Linked DNA regions of Muntiacus reevesi: region 1 is linked to region 2. The links are chromatin contacts, called in public Hi-C maps. All regions are on one chromosome and are shown on one strand. The core of a region is the stretch at or near the end of the contact, and the rest is flanking DNA. Distances in the headings are between cores, read along the strand shown.

Region 1 (6,983 bases), core at 365-2,864, 460 kb after region 2:
GGGGTTATATTTATCAAGTCCTTGAGATTTCTTAGGTGTGTTTGAGGTCTTGTTCCCTCTCCAGAGTACTGGAGGGAGCCCACATCAAACCTTCATTTCCTTCCCAGTCTTAAATGAATCTCTTCTGATTTTTCAGCCTTGTTTTCCTACTCTTAAAAACACTTGTCTCTTTTCTTTCTGTTTCTGGATGAACTAGCAATCTCTTTAATCAGTTCAGGATTTTATTCCTTTGACATTTTGTTGTTAATGTAGTAAGATGTTCTTGTAGAATTTTCTTCTCCTTCTAAGAAGGAAGTCAGGTCTTTGTTTTTCACCTGAGGCAGGGCACTTGTATAACCAGTTCAAACACAGGCCCACAGTCTACAGTCTCAGCCTGTTCTCTGGACATTTTCTCTCTCATCATAGAGCACTTCCCTAACCACCCTACATAGAGTAAGCCAGCCTCCCATTAACCTCTGTCATAATTTCCTTTAAATTTCTTTCATGGCATTTAATAATTCTTAAATTATCTTGTACACTTGTTGAATTTTTCTCTGCCACCCAGTATGCCTTGCTTATTGCTCTATTGCTCCCTCTTGAAGCATATTAAGAATGTTCACATTAATTTACAAAGTTTAAATACAGTAACTTTTAAATTTCTTTTAATTTTTGACTGTGTCACAAAGTTTGTGGGGTCTTAGTTCCCTGACCAGAGATGAAACCAGTGCCCTTGGCAGTGAAAGTGCAGAGTGCTAACCACTGGACCTTCAGGGAATTCCCATTAACTATAATAATTTTTGAACGGAGATTATATTCACAAGATATACAGTGAATGTTGTTCTTCCCATGACTTACTTCCCAGAAACATGGTTCCCTTCCTGGAAATTAACTATTACCACTTTCTTCACACTTGAATTTCTAATCTACATTCTACTCAATTTAGAATTTTTTTGAGAACTTTATTTTTTGCCTTATTTGTTTATTTGTTTATAGCTGTGCTGGTCTTTGTTGCAGCTGGTGGGCTTTTTCTCTAGTTGTGGTGAGGCAGGGCTACTCTAGTTGCTGTGCATGTTGTTATTGTGGTGGTTTTTCTTGTTGCTGAGCACAGGATCTAGGACCCAAGGGCTTCAGGAATTCAGCTTGTGGGCTCTAGAGTGTGGGCTCAATAGATGTGGTGCAGGGGCTTCGTTGCCCCTTGGCATGTGGAATCTTAGTTCCCGCACCAGGGATGAGACCCATGTACCTTGCATTGGATCAAGAATTCTTAACCACTGGACCACCAGAGCAGTCCCTTCAATTTAGAATTTTTAAGCCTTAAGATGTGCTGACGAACAGACAGTGTTCTACAGGACCCTCTAAAAATGGCCAGTAGTTTAAAAAGAATTTTTTGGTCACACTACCTGGCGGGTGGGATCTTATTTGCCCAACGAGGGATGGAACCCAGCGCCCTTTGCAATGGGATCACTGGATCATCAGGGAAGTCCCAAGGCCAGCAATTTTAATAATTTCCATCAAGGTGTGGGCTGAGGGATTTACTACTTCCTTCTCCTCTTTCGAACAACTCCTAGGGACCCCAGGAGAGGGAAGCGCACACTGCCACAAGTCTCTCTTTCAGTATTTCCGGTTCCCAGGTAACCCAGGCTCCCTAGTTGACAGTTACCATGGCTCCCGTAGCTGTACGTCATTCTCCGGCGCTGGATGATGACGTGATCAGTTCCGGCGCTCTCCGAGGGCGGAGGGAGCAAGGTATAGGAGAAAACTTAGCTATTAGCGTAGCAGGGTCATGAAGAAGAGGCGGCGGCGGGAGATCCCGAGCGGTGGCGGGGGCGCGAAATTGCGGTAGCTGGCCGCTGGGCTGGTGGTGTGGCTTTGTGGGAAGGGCGTAGTTCCTAAAGCCCTCTGCGGGCAGCGGCCGGGGCTCGGGGCTGCGAGCGGCCCTGGGGCCGCCTCCCCGGGCCCCCTGGCTCCGCCATGTTCCGCAGGGCACGCCTTAGCGTGAAGCCGAATGTCAGGCCCGGAGCAGGCGCCAGGGCCTCCACTGCCCCCAGTTCCCAGCGTGAACAAGAGGTTCCAAGGCCGCCGGAGCCTGCCGCAACCTCTGCTCCGAAGCCAGCGGAATCCACAGATGTGCCCCCGGTGGACTTCGGGGAAGCGGAGCCCCAAGAAAAGACTCCCAAGAGCTGGTAAGTGCTCGCAGAGGGGAGCATTTTCATTTGCCCCCGCCTCTCTGGGCGCGTCAGCTGAAGCTGAGCAAAGAAAGTTTACCGTAAAAGTACTCCCTCGCTTGCTCTAAGCCTGACAGTTGAGGCCCACGAACACGCTGCCAACTGCAATTGTTCCCTCTGACCACGGTGTGGCAGGTGTGGGTTTTGTTACAGGGTATAGATTCTCGAGGAGAGGACCATGTCTTCAAGTGGTGGTGGGAGGAATCCCGGTCTCACAGTCTTCGGGAAAACTCACACGTGGTACTATTCATTAGAGCATTTAGGTTACCACTGCTTTCATCCTTTTGAAGTACATTGTAGGGGTAAGTTGTTTTTTTTTTTAAATCTTGAAAACATTTATTTTTAAAAGAAGAGCAGTGTTATTTTGATTCTGCTGATTTATGTCAGTGGAAAGGAGGTCTGGTTACTTGTTTTGATTTGTGGGTGTGTCCCTTTAACTTTGGTGAACCTGTTTTCTGAACAGAAAAGCGTGTATCATGTACCACATTTGGATTCAGGATTCTTCTACTTAATTTTACAGTTTATAGACTTTGCTCAGGCAGAATTTACTCGTCTGCAAAATGGGGATAACTCTCACTTCAAGAGTTATTGTGGAGATTAGAGATAACTGATAAAAACTATCTTGAACAGGATATGCGGAATAGTTGCCTATCTTTAAGTGAGGCAATAAAGTAATTGAAGTTAAGATTTGTTAAGCTAATAATGATCTCTGTTTCTATACTGTAAATGTGAGGGAACGAATGAAAATCAACCCTATTAAATAACAGTGAGATGGTATAAATTTCTTTTATACTGTGACAGGAAAGTGACAATTTCTTTTTTTTTCCTTTTTTTGGTTTGACTTCTGTTGATCTCAGCTGATGCTTAGTAATTTGCATGTTTTTTACATGAATTTGTTTAAGAATTTCTTCCAACAGTGGAATACAAATAGCAGTTACTGTAGTGTTGAGACCAGCTGCAGTTGGCGGTGTTCCTGGGCTTCAGCTGTTAATAAAGTTCACAGAGATAATGTTAAGTATATGTGATGCATGATTATTGATAATTTATAAAATTACTCATTCTGTAGTCTTGATCTGTTTAAGTTCAAGAATACACCTTTCGTAGACTTGACATTTTGGGAATATGCTTTGTTTTTATCATGTATTTCCTATTTTTTGGGTGGGTCTTTGCTGATTGTAAGAGCCCATAGATTGTATGTTCTTCTTATTGCAACCTCTGTTTAAGTCATTGATTTTTAATAATTGATTATGATTTTAATAATCTAAAAGGCTTTGCTGTTTTGGATTTTTGTCAGACTAGTTTTTAAGACTAGAATGTTTCAAAGAAGATCCATAATGCCATTTTTTTTTTCTTTTTAAATATCAGCAGTGTTGAAAAGACTGATGATGGGAAGGATGTTGAAGAATCTAGTAAGCCTTCCTCTAGTGTTTCACAGAGAAGAAAGCGGATACCAAGTACTTCCAGTCTGGTTAAACCTAGCGGCAGTGCTCCTTCAGAACCTCACCCTTTGTCTGCAGTTAATCACGAAGCTCCACAGCCAAACCCTGCTCCAGCAAAAGAGAAACAGCCATGTTCAGACAGATACCGAATATACAAAGCCCAGAAACTGAGGGAAATGTTAAAAGAAGAACTGAGGAAAGAGAAGGTATGGTAGAAAAATCAGAATTTTGACTCTTGCCTGCTAGATTTCTGGTTTTATGTTAGTTTACTGTCATTTGGAGGAAAAATAAGCGTCTGTAACATTTAAAAAATTTTTTTTATTTGGCTGCAGTGAACCTTGGTTTGATGTTTGTTGCAACTTACGGGATCTTTAGTTGTGGCATGTGGACTCTGAGTTGTAGCATGTGGGATCCAGTTTCCTGACCAGGGATGGGACCCCAGGCCCTCTTCCTTGGGAGCAGAGTCTTAGCTGCTGGATCACCAGGGAAGTCCCAGAGCATCTATAGCATTTTCATGTGGAAAACAAAACCGAAAAAGATCTGTCATATTAATAGAGTATCTCCCTTTGTTAAGAGAAGCAGACTGAGAAGCAGATTGGAGTGATTGAGCAGAATGGAGTTATAAGCTATTTTTGCCCCTATATTAATTTTTCTGTATTATATCTTTCATTGTTTTTGGTGGAGGCCACAGATAGAAGTTTCGCATGTGCACACATACATATACAGATTCACAAACAAGTGCATTTATAAACTGATCCTTCAGTGAGATTTTTCGCAAGGATGTCCAGTTGATGTGAGTTACATTCATTTGAATTATGACAAGTGTAGTTGAGCAAAATGAATTAGTAAATGAATTTTCTAAACTGACAATATGGGAAATTATGAATGGGGGAAATATGTCTATCTACGTATAATAGAGTCTGCATTTTTTTTCTGAGAGGGCAATGTAACAGAGTAGTGAAACATGTAACCTCTAGAGTTTGATACTTAAGGGCTAAATTTGAGAGTCCTCCCCTTACTATTAATATGTGATGTTGAACAATTTAAGTAATCTTCCATGTCTGTTTTCTCACTTGTAAAATAGACTGGTAATAGTATCCATCTCATTGGAAGGTTGTGAAGACTAAATGAGTTAATATGGGTAAAACACATTTAGACTAGTGCGTACCAATTAGTAAGCCCGAGAAAGGTCAGCTTTTATTATTGGTTTGTAGAGTGCCTCCGTTTTTTTAACTAAGAGGAAGCCGCTTATCTTGGTGCTTTTTTTCGGCTGTGCCTTGAGGCTTGCAGGATCTTAGTTCCCTGTTCCCTAATTCCCTCCCTGTTCAAAGGCTTGAACCCTTGCTCTTGGCAGTGAAATCTGGAGTCCTAACCACTGGCCCTCCAGGGAAGTCCTTCCTTGTGCTTTATGTTTATCTCATTTAAATATCTCAACTGTGTGAAGTGGCTGTCACTATTTATATAGGAGAAAATAAGCTCAGAGCGGTTTTTTCATGCTACAATTTTTTAATCAGTTTATAAAATTTTTCTAAAATTAGGCATAATTATTATGGGAATAATACACTCAGTAATACATTTGCAATGAATGTAGTAATGGGCTTATACTTAAACATATACATCTAAAAATCTTTTTAAAAATTTATGTATATTTTTTTGGCCCCCACCAGGAATTGAACCGTGTCTCCTGCAGTGGAAGCACGGAGTCTTAACCACTAAACTGCCAGGGAATTCCCCTAAAGTTCTTCTATATTTGTCAAATAAAGTGCATCTCTGTATGTTTGTGTATCTAGAAGCAATGGAAAAACAAGTATGCCGTAAATGAAGCTCAGAGGCCACCGGATCGTTCCAAAATGACTATGAGAGACTTCATATATTATCTGCCAGAAAGCAATCCAATGACGTAAGTAATCTTTATTTCTATTTTACTTTCTTTGAGTATGATAGTGATTTAAGTGATCACTTTTAGTGATTTAAGTATCACTTTTAGAGTTCATGTTTTCCAAAAACATGTTGATGAAATGTTTAGCACATGTGATGTCCATTTGGATAAGAATTCTTTAACAAAAATTAGTGTTATTTCAGGTAACTATTTTCTTGGGATGGTAAATGATGACCTTTACCTCTGAGATTAAAAATAAATTTCCTTTGTTATATTACCAAGTTGTAGTAAAAACCAACTAAACAGCTTTTCTCTAATCTGGATTGCCATTTATATTTCTTACATACTATAATGTGGTCTAAAAGGGTGATCTAACTTTTATACCCTACCTCCTAATTAAATATGGCAACATTTGATTAACCAATCCTACCAGAACAAAACTTCTTTGATCAGAGTTAGTCTGGAGAGGCAGAGAGATTGTAATGAATCTCCTCATTGTTGTGTTGTTGATGGTGTAGAAGGTGAATGTAGGCGTAGTGGCATATTTTCAGTGTAGCCTGTTTCACATTCAGCAGGTCTTTGGCCTACTTGAGGGAAGGGCCAAGAAACTGAGATTTTGAGTTGTGTGACATCTAGTAGTTGGAAACAAGCCACGTAGGTTCTTTCATGCTCTTGCTGAGGAATTGAAGGAAGAATGTTCCCTTCTTAAGGCCTAACAAATTATTTATATTGATAACAAAAGTTTCTGAGTGAAAAATTGAGTGTAGGACCACACCATCATTAGTGTTAGTGTTATGGTATATCCAAAAAAAAATTGCAAGTTAAAATTATTTGCTTCTTGCCTCAGATAGAATTGACAAACTGTAAATTACTTATTTATTAAAAGGTATGTTTTTATTTGTGTTTGATAGTTCTTCACTGGAGCAGGAAAAGAAAACTGAAAAATCATCGACACCAGTCCGAACAAGAGAGTAAGCATCTCATCTGTTTTGAATATATTCTGTTATGGGTAAATTTTTAAAAAAATGAAATCAAATGATGCTTCGTATTTTAGTTAAGTTACACACGATAGGAATTTTTAGACTCACAAGAAGAATAAAAGCTGCTTGATTTAAATCAATATGAAAGCCTCACATTATGTATGTAATTTGTGTGTTACTTAGATAAATAGTGTTATGATTTTAAAGTTTTTAGAATTAAAAAGGATTTTCTTTTAGGATAATGATATTCATATGGTACAAAATTCAAAAGGAACTAAAGTACTGAGAAAAACTTTCTAACTTTGTTTTTGGCCACCTAATCCTTCTTCCTGAAGGCAACAATGTTACCACACCTTAAATGTGTCTTTCTAGTCTAGTCTATGTCTTGCCAAGCAAACCTGTTTTTTTCTGTTTCCTTTTCTTTTCTTTGTTTCCCATTTTCCCCTTTTGCCTTTTCTTTTTCTGTCTTTCCATTTTTTCC
Region 2 (6,794 bases), core at 4,103-6,602:
TGGGGAGTCTTGCCTTACTCGTTATATAATTTTGGACAGTTTGCGTAATCTTTTTTGGGCGCCAGGTTTTTTACCCTCAGGGAAGAGAGATACAAACATAGAAGGGGGAAAGTCTAGGATAAAAACATCTAAGATTGGATTGCACTTAGAAGCATCAGTATGACCTTTTGGTTTCTGGTGTATGATAAACTGATAAATATATTTAGGTACACAAACACACACCTGATTGTGGACATATGCACATACATAATTCCTGACTCTGTCCACTGAGAAGTCAAAGCAGCAATGAGTGCACCAGCAGCAATGCGATACCCAACACCTAGACCTTGGTCTTTGTTTTATTGAAGTATAATGGATTTATAGTGTTGTGTTAATTACTATTGCAAAGTGACTCAGAGATTATATCTATGTATATTCTGTTTTTGCATGCATGCTCAGTCATGTCTGACTCTGTCCAACCCCATGCACTGTAGTCCACCAAGCTCCTCTGTTCATGAAATTTTTCCAGGTAAGAATACTGGAATGGGTTGCCACTTCCTCTTCCAGGGTATCTTTCCAACCTAGGGATCAAACCTGGGTTTCCTGCATTGCAGGCAGATTCTTTACCACTGTGCCCCCTGGGCAGCCCATATATTCTATATAGAGAGAATATATAAAATATGTATTCTTTTTCATGATAGTTTATTACAGGACTTTGAATACAGTACTCTGTGCTGTGCAGTAAGACCTTGTGTTTATCATTCTATATACACCACTTTTCATCCTCTAATCCCAAACTCCCGATCCATCCCTCTCCCTCCCTCATCCCTGTGGCAACTACAAATGTATTCACTATGTGATTCTGTTTCTGTTTCACAGATAGGCTCATTTGGTCATATTTTAGATTCCACATATAAGTGATATCATATGGTACTTATCTTTCTCTTTGGAATCACTTCACACCTTGATTTCTTTTTTTGGCCATGACATACCGAATCTTAGTTACCCAACCAGGGATGGAACCCGTGCCCCCTGCAGTAGAAGCACTGAGTCTATGGGCCTGCCAGGGAAGTCCCATATAGACCTCAGTTTCCAAATACCACTCTCCTCAAAAGGAACCAGAGCTCCTTCGAGAAAAGGCTAATTCCAGAGCTAAATTAGGGAGATTATATAATAAATCTGGAACCTCTTATACCAGAAAATATGGAAATTCTGAAAGACTGATAGGAATATTTCAAAATTGTACAAAAACCAGAGGCTTAATTTGGGACAATTTAGCATCAAAAGAGTCATAGCAATTGATTATAATCCATTTAATAAAACAGGAACCCATGAACTTAATAATACTAAGATAGATAGATACATTGGGGGTGTTACAGGAAATTTTTACCTTACAGTAGAATGTCAAATAATAAATGTAGACAAGATGATGGAACAGATGATTCGCATGTAGAAAGCTTTATAGTAAAAATTGTTTTGATCAAGGAACAAAAATGGATACTAATACAAATGACTGAAGGTGTGATCAGAAACAGAATTTAACATGGTCTCAAAGTATCTCCAGACAAAACACTCATTCAATAACATCACACTGAAAAATCTAGCAGATGTCTTCTTATCAAATGATAAAAGTTAACTTTTCACCAGTTAATGAGACAAATCAACATCATGTCACTTCTGATGTAATGCAACGAGAGGAATACAGACTCACTTCTGTGCTAGTCCTGCCAAAAATGCATACCTGAAATCCAATCATGAGGAAACATCAGACAAACGCAACCTGACAGACATTCTGCAAAGTAATTGTCCCATTCACTTCAAAAATGTCAAGGTCATGAAAAAAAGGAGAGACCAGGAACTGTTCCAGATAAAATAAAACTAATGAGACATGACAATTAAATGCAATTCATGATCTTGGATGAATCTTAAACCTATAAAAGACTTTATTTGTGGGGGGAGAAAAACCCTGAAGCTTATTTCTCAAGAACCATTTTGGTCACAGATGTCTCCGTGAGGTTCACTGTGGCTTTTGCTGGTTTACATCACTTCTCAACTTCTCCTTCTGCCCATTTGTTTCCTTTCCCTCCCCTTTACAGTTGTCGGTCCCTGAAGCACTCCTTAGAAAGTATCTTGCACACTAAACTCCATCTCTCAGAGTCTGGTTCCTAGAGAAACTCAACCTGAACCAAAAGGAATGAGTAGGATCTTAACAGTCAAAGGTTGAGATGGGGTGCATTCTACACATGAAAACTGGTCTAAGGAAAGTCTCGTATTACAAAATAAACAGCACAACCGATGGCTGGGATCCTGAGAGCAGAGAGCAGCTTGATATGAGATAAAGCTGCGAAGATAGATTAGGGCAAGCCCATACAGGATGTTGCTGGCCACATCAATGGTTTGAGTTTGTCTTAAACCCTGCATGCTCAGTTGTGTCCGATTCTTTGAGACCCCATGGACTGTAGCCCACCAGGCTCCTCTGTCCTTGGAATTTTCCAGGCAAGAATACTGGAGTGGATTGCCATTTCCTCCCCCAGAGGATCTTCCCGACCCGGGGATTGAATCCGAACCTGGGTCTCCTGCATTGGCAGGCCAATTCTTCACCACTGAGCTTGTGTTAAGAGTGATAGAAAGTCACAATGGATAGGAATCTGTCTGCCAGTGCAGAGGACATTAGCTCCACCCCTGGTCCAGGAAGACCCCACATACCTCGGAGCAACGAAGCCCATGTGCCACAATTACTGAAGCGTAGGTGCCTAGAGTCTGTGCTCCGCGACAAGAGAAGCCACTGCAATGAGAAGCCTATGTCCTACAACAGAGTAGCCCCCACTCACTGCGGGCAGAGAAAGCCTGCACAGCGCAACAAAGACACAGCACAGTCAGAAATAAATAAATGAAATCTTTAAGGAAAGAGTAATGGGAAGCCACTGGAGGCTGGAGAGTAGAGTGGGGTGGGGCAGGCAGTGCATAATAAGACTTGCAACTGGAAGGGATTGTTATTACTGTGGCAGAATGTGGAAAACAAGACTGTAGAAGGGAGGGAACTTGGAAGGACTAGTGAGGAGGTTATTGTAGCGGTCTAAATAAAACACCATGGTCATTTAGACTAGAGGGTGGAGATGAGGATGGAAAATTCTGGATTGACTCAAGAAATGCTGAAGGTAACAAATGACATGACTTCATGTTGGATACAGACCATAAGGAAGGGGAGGTGTTAAGGATGACACCTGGGTTTTTAGTTTGCTAAACTAAGTAAATGGCACCGTTCAATGAGGGAGAAACATTAACAGACGGGTTTAGTGGAGGTTTAGTGGAGAGATCATGAGTTTGGGAGAACATGAACTTCCATTGACAACCAAATGTGGGGCTCTGGAAACCAAGGAAAGAGAATGTTTCCAGAAGAGGGAGAGATCAACTGTGTTGAAAGTTATAGAGAGGTAAGGTAATATGCAGCTCAAAAATACCCATGAGAGAGCTGCTTCAAAGGAATGGCGAAGCCAGGTTGGACTGGGCTGAGAAGTGAGTAGGAGGAAAGAAAAGAGAGTCGCTTTTCCTTCCACTACAGGAAAAAAAAAAAAAAAGGAAACATATCAGCCTAAAAGAAGAGTGTCCTAATTCTAACCAAATCAAATATCAACTGAATTCAAGCTCCGCTTGGGATTAAAATTAACCTTAATGTATACATGTCATTTTACCTCGTTCTCTGAACTCCTAAGGAATGGAATCAGCTCTAGAAAAACAAGATAGCTAGTTGTTACCACCACCATCTGGATTAGAAAATAACAATTCCGCAAAGAAATTGCTACAAGAAAAACAAAAGCTACAAAAAAGTCACTTCAAAAAGTGAAGCAAGAAAGTCATTCTTTGTTCAGCTTTACCTGATCTACTCCCCTCTGAGTCAATGACTACCCACTAACCCAGGTAAAAGATATGGATGTTTTTGTACAAATTCAAGAAACAAACGTCCTGAATTTAAAACCCAGTTCACTGATGGAGTGTTGTATCTTTGCTCTCTTCTTTGCCTCAAATGGGAAAATACACATCCTTAGCTTTTAAAGTTTATGCCTTCCCCTCGCACCCTAGAGCCCACGCTCTGCAACGAGAGGCCACTGCAATGAGAAGCCCGTTCACTACAGCTAGAGGACAGCCCTGCTCTCCCCAATAAGAGAAAAGTCTGCGTAACAGTGAAGACCCAGCACAGCCATAAGTAAACAAACAAATAAACAAATAGAAATTAAAAGTAAAGTTCATGCCTTCTTCTTTGTTCTACACTTAGGACGTTATCTTTCCACAGTGTTTTTCTCACATATCCAAAACTTAGTTTCCAGATCAGCTTCTATCCGTGAGTCTTTTCTGGTTACACCTGTATCACACCTTTTTGGGGAACCCTTAGCATTTGTGCATTTAAGGTGTAATGCTGCCAACCAGGTCTTGCTCTCAAATTGCTAAATATTTTCCACAATAGATTATGAAGTCCCAGCAGGCAGAGACTATGACTCCCCATTCTCTAAAAGGTTACCAAGACTCTATGTATCAATATATTTGAATTAAGTGGAACATTGTAAACTAATCATAATTTACACTGCTCAAAAACCCTATTTATATCTCCATATCCCAGTCCTCAAATTTCCCTATAAATAATAGCTAACATTTACTGATTACTATATACCATTCACTGTTACAGACACCACGTATTAACACTTAGAATTCTCCCAACAACCCTATGACATAGATACTACTATTCTTGCTTTGCAGATAAGAAAACGGAGGTACAAAAAGGCCAAGTGACACAGTAAATGGCAGAGTTGACAGTCAAAGAGAGACAGACACTGAAGCCCACTTTCTTAACTTTTTAGCAACAGAAAAATAACCCTAATAAAAGAGGGATGGGATGGAGAGGGAGGCGGGAGGGGGGATCGGGATGGGGAACACATGTAAATCCATGGCTGATTCATGTCAATGTATGGCAAAAACCACTACAATATTGTAAAGTAATTAGCCTCCAACTAATAAAAATAAGTGGGAAAAAAATAACCCTAATAAAGCCTGGTCCTAGGTTTACTGATGTGCCAGGATTAAGTAACAAGTTTAACAGCCAGAATTTAAAAGAAATTCTACTCTATTAGTAATTCATCACAAGTGGGGCATTTTCTGTCTCCTGTCTCCGCTGCAGAACTCGTTGTAGTCCTTGCGGCCCATAGGTGGCGCTGCAGGGACAGGTATGTGCTCAGGCTTCATCAATGGGAGGGGCAGATGCGGGGGGGCGAGAACTCCATTCAAAGCCCCGCGGTAGGAGGAGCCTTGGGGAGGAGAGGGGATGGCGAGTGTTGCTCAGTGCGCAGGCGCAGGACGAGGCCCTCCCGCCCCGAGAGTGAGGGCTGCTGGGCCTGATGACGTGGCCTGGTCGCGTCCGCTCCGGTGAGCCTCCGGGAAAGCCGGCGCCCCCGGAACTGTCCGTGGCCTAGTCCCGACGCACGCGTGCTTGTGAGCCGGGGATAGCGGCGGCGGCGGCGGTCTGGCCTGCGGGGACCTGACGGGGCCGTTGCCATGGGGGAGTGACGCGCCCGCGCCCGCTGTTCCGCAGAGCGGAGAGACATGAGGAGACCCCGCCGCGGGGGTAGCGGCGGCGGCGGCGGCTCCTGATCCCCGGGATGGAGGAGAAATACGGCGGGGACGTGCTAGCCGGCCACGGCGGCGGCGGCGGCGGCGGCGGCGGCCTTGGGCCAGTGGATGTGCCCAGCGCTCGGTAAGGGACCGATCGGGCTCCCGCTTCCGGAGCCACTCTCTCCCTGCGCCCGCCCGGCCGCTGCCCGGATCCTCCCCGGTGCACGCGGGACCCGGCGGCCGACAGCCCGGAACGCCCGCCTGGGTGCAGTCCGCGCTCCGCGGCAGCTCTCATTGGCTCCCGGGTTCCCCGCTGCGGGATAAATGCTCCAGGACCCGGGAAGGTTCCGCCTGAGTTTCTGGTGTTCAGAGCGGTCCGTTAACCTTAGAGCTGCTGGCCAGTTCACGTGAGAGGTTTTCTGACCTGTCAGAAGAATTTCTGTCGGCTGTTCCTCCCTCAAATAGTAATTTGGTGATATTTAACCTTTCTGACGTCTGCCTGCGTACCTTTTAGAGGAAGGGTCACCATCACCTCTTCAGGCGAGCAAATCAAAGTACAAACAGATGAACTTTGATGTTCAGGTTATAACCCCGCACATCAAGAATCCAGCCCGCCCTCTAGTTTTTCTTTTCCTTTCTTCGCCTATTTTGTTTTATCGTTAATTAAGAAATGCGTGCGCATTGCCAAAAAGTTCAAACAGTACAGAAATTCATAGAGTGAAAAGGAAAAATTCCCCCCTCCCGGTAATGTTCCCACGAAGGCCAGAAAGGTCAGTACAGTGACCACTTTCCAGCTTGTCTTTCTGGACCTATGCTAATTTCTGAGGTAGTGTCGCAGGATGCACGAAATAGGGCTCAACAGTTTGATTGAACCTGATTTTCATCGCCTTTATATATATTTTTTTCATCGCCTTTATATTTAATAGGGTTAATGAAGTTAGGTGTTTCTTGTTCTTGGATATCTCCTTTGAGACTGGAAGATTGCTTTGCTAAATTCTTTGGAACTGTATAAATAGCATTATTAACATAACTATTTTTCTGTGAAATGCTGAGCCACTTAAATCAGCTTCATTTTTTGTAGTACAAATTTAATTTTCTAATCTGTCTTGAACAGCTCATTTTTGTAAAATAAAAACATGGTGGTGGTGGTTTGGTCGCTAAGTCGTGTCCAACTCTTTTGCAACCCGATGGGCTGTAACCGCGCCAGGCTCCTC

What was found. Hi-C and Micro-C count contacts between places; a contact is called where the count stands out from the background.
Region 1: a contact with region 2 is called in a Hi-C map of muscle, with 5 times the contacts expected there. The contact joins the promoter of BDP1 here to the promoter of SLC30A5 in region 2. A contact is called at or near these places in 2 of 3 Hi-C or Micro-C datasets (blood and muscle).

The regions. Positions count from the first base shown.
Region 1 is chr14:58,206,649-58,213,631 of mMunRee1.1, forward strand. It overlaps BDP1 (B double prime 1, subunit of RNA polymerase III transcription initiation factor IIIB), which reads left to right and starts at 1,615. Exons shown (of 39, transcript XM_065905761.1): 1 at 1,615-2,162; 2 at 3,570-3,849; 3 at 5,434-5,543; 4 at 6,434-6,493. The coding sequence starts at 1,951.
Region 2 is chr14:57,744,349-57,751,142 of mMunRee1.1, forward strand. SLC30A5 (solute carrier family 30 member 5) reads left to right here and starts at 5,353. Exons shown (of 16, transcript XM_065905414.1): 1 at 5,353-5,722. The coding sequence starts at 5,628.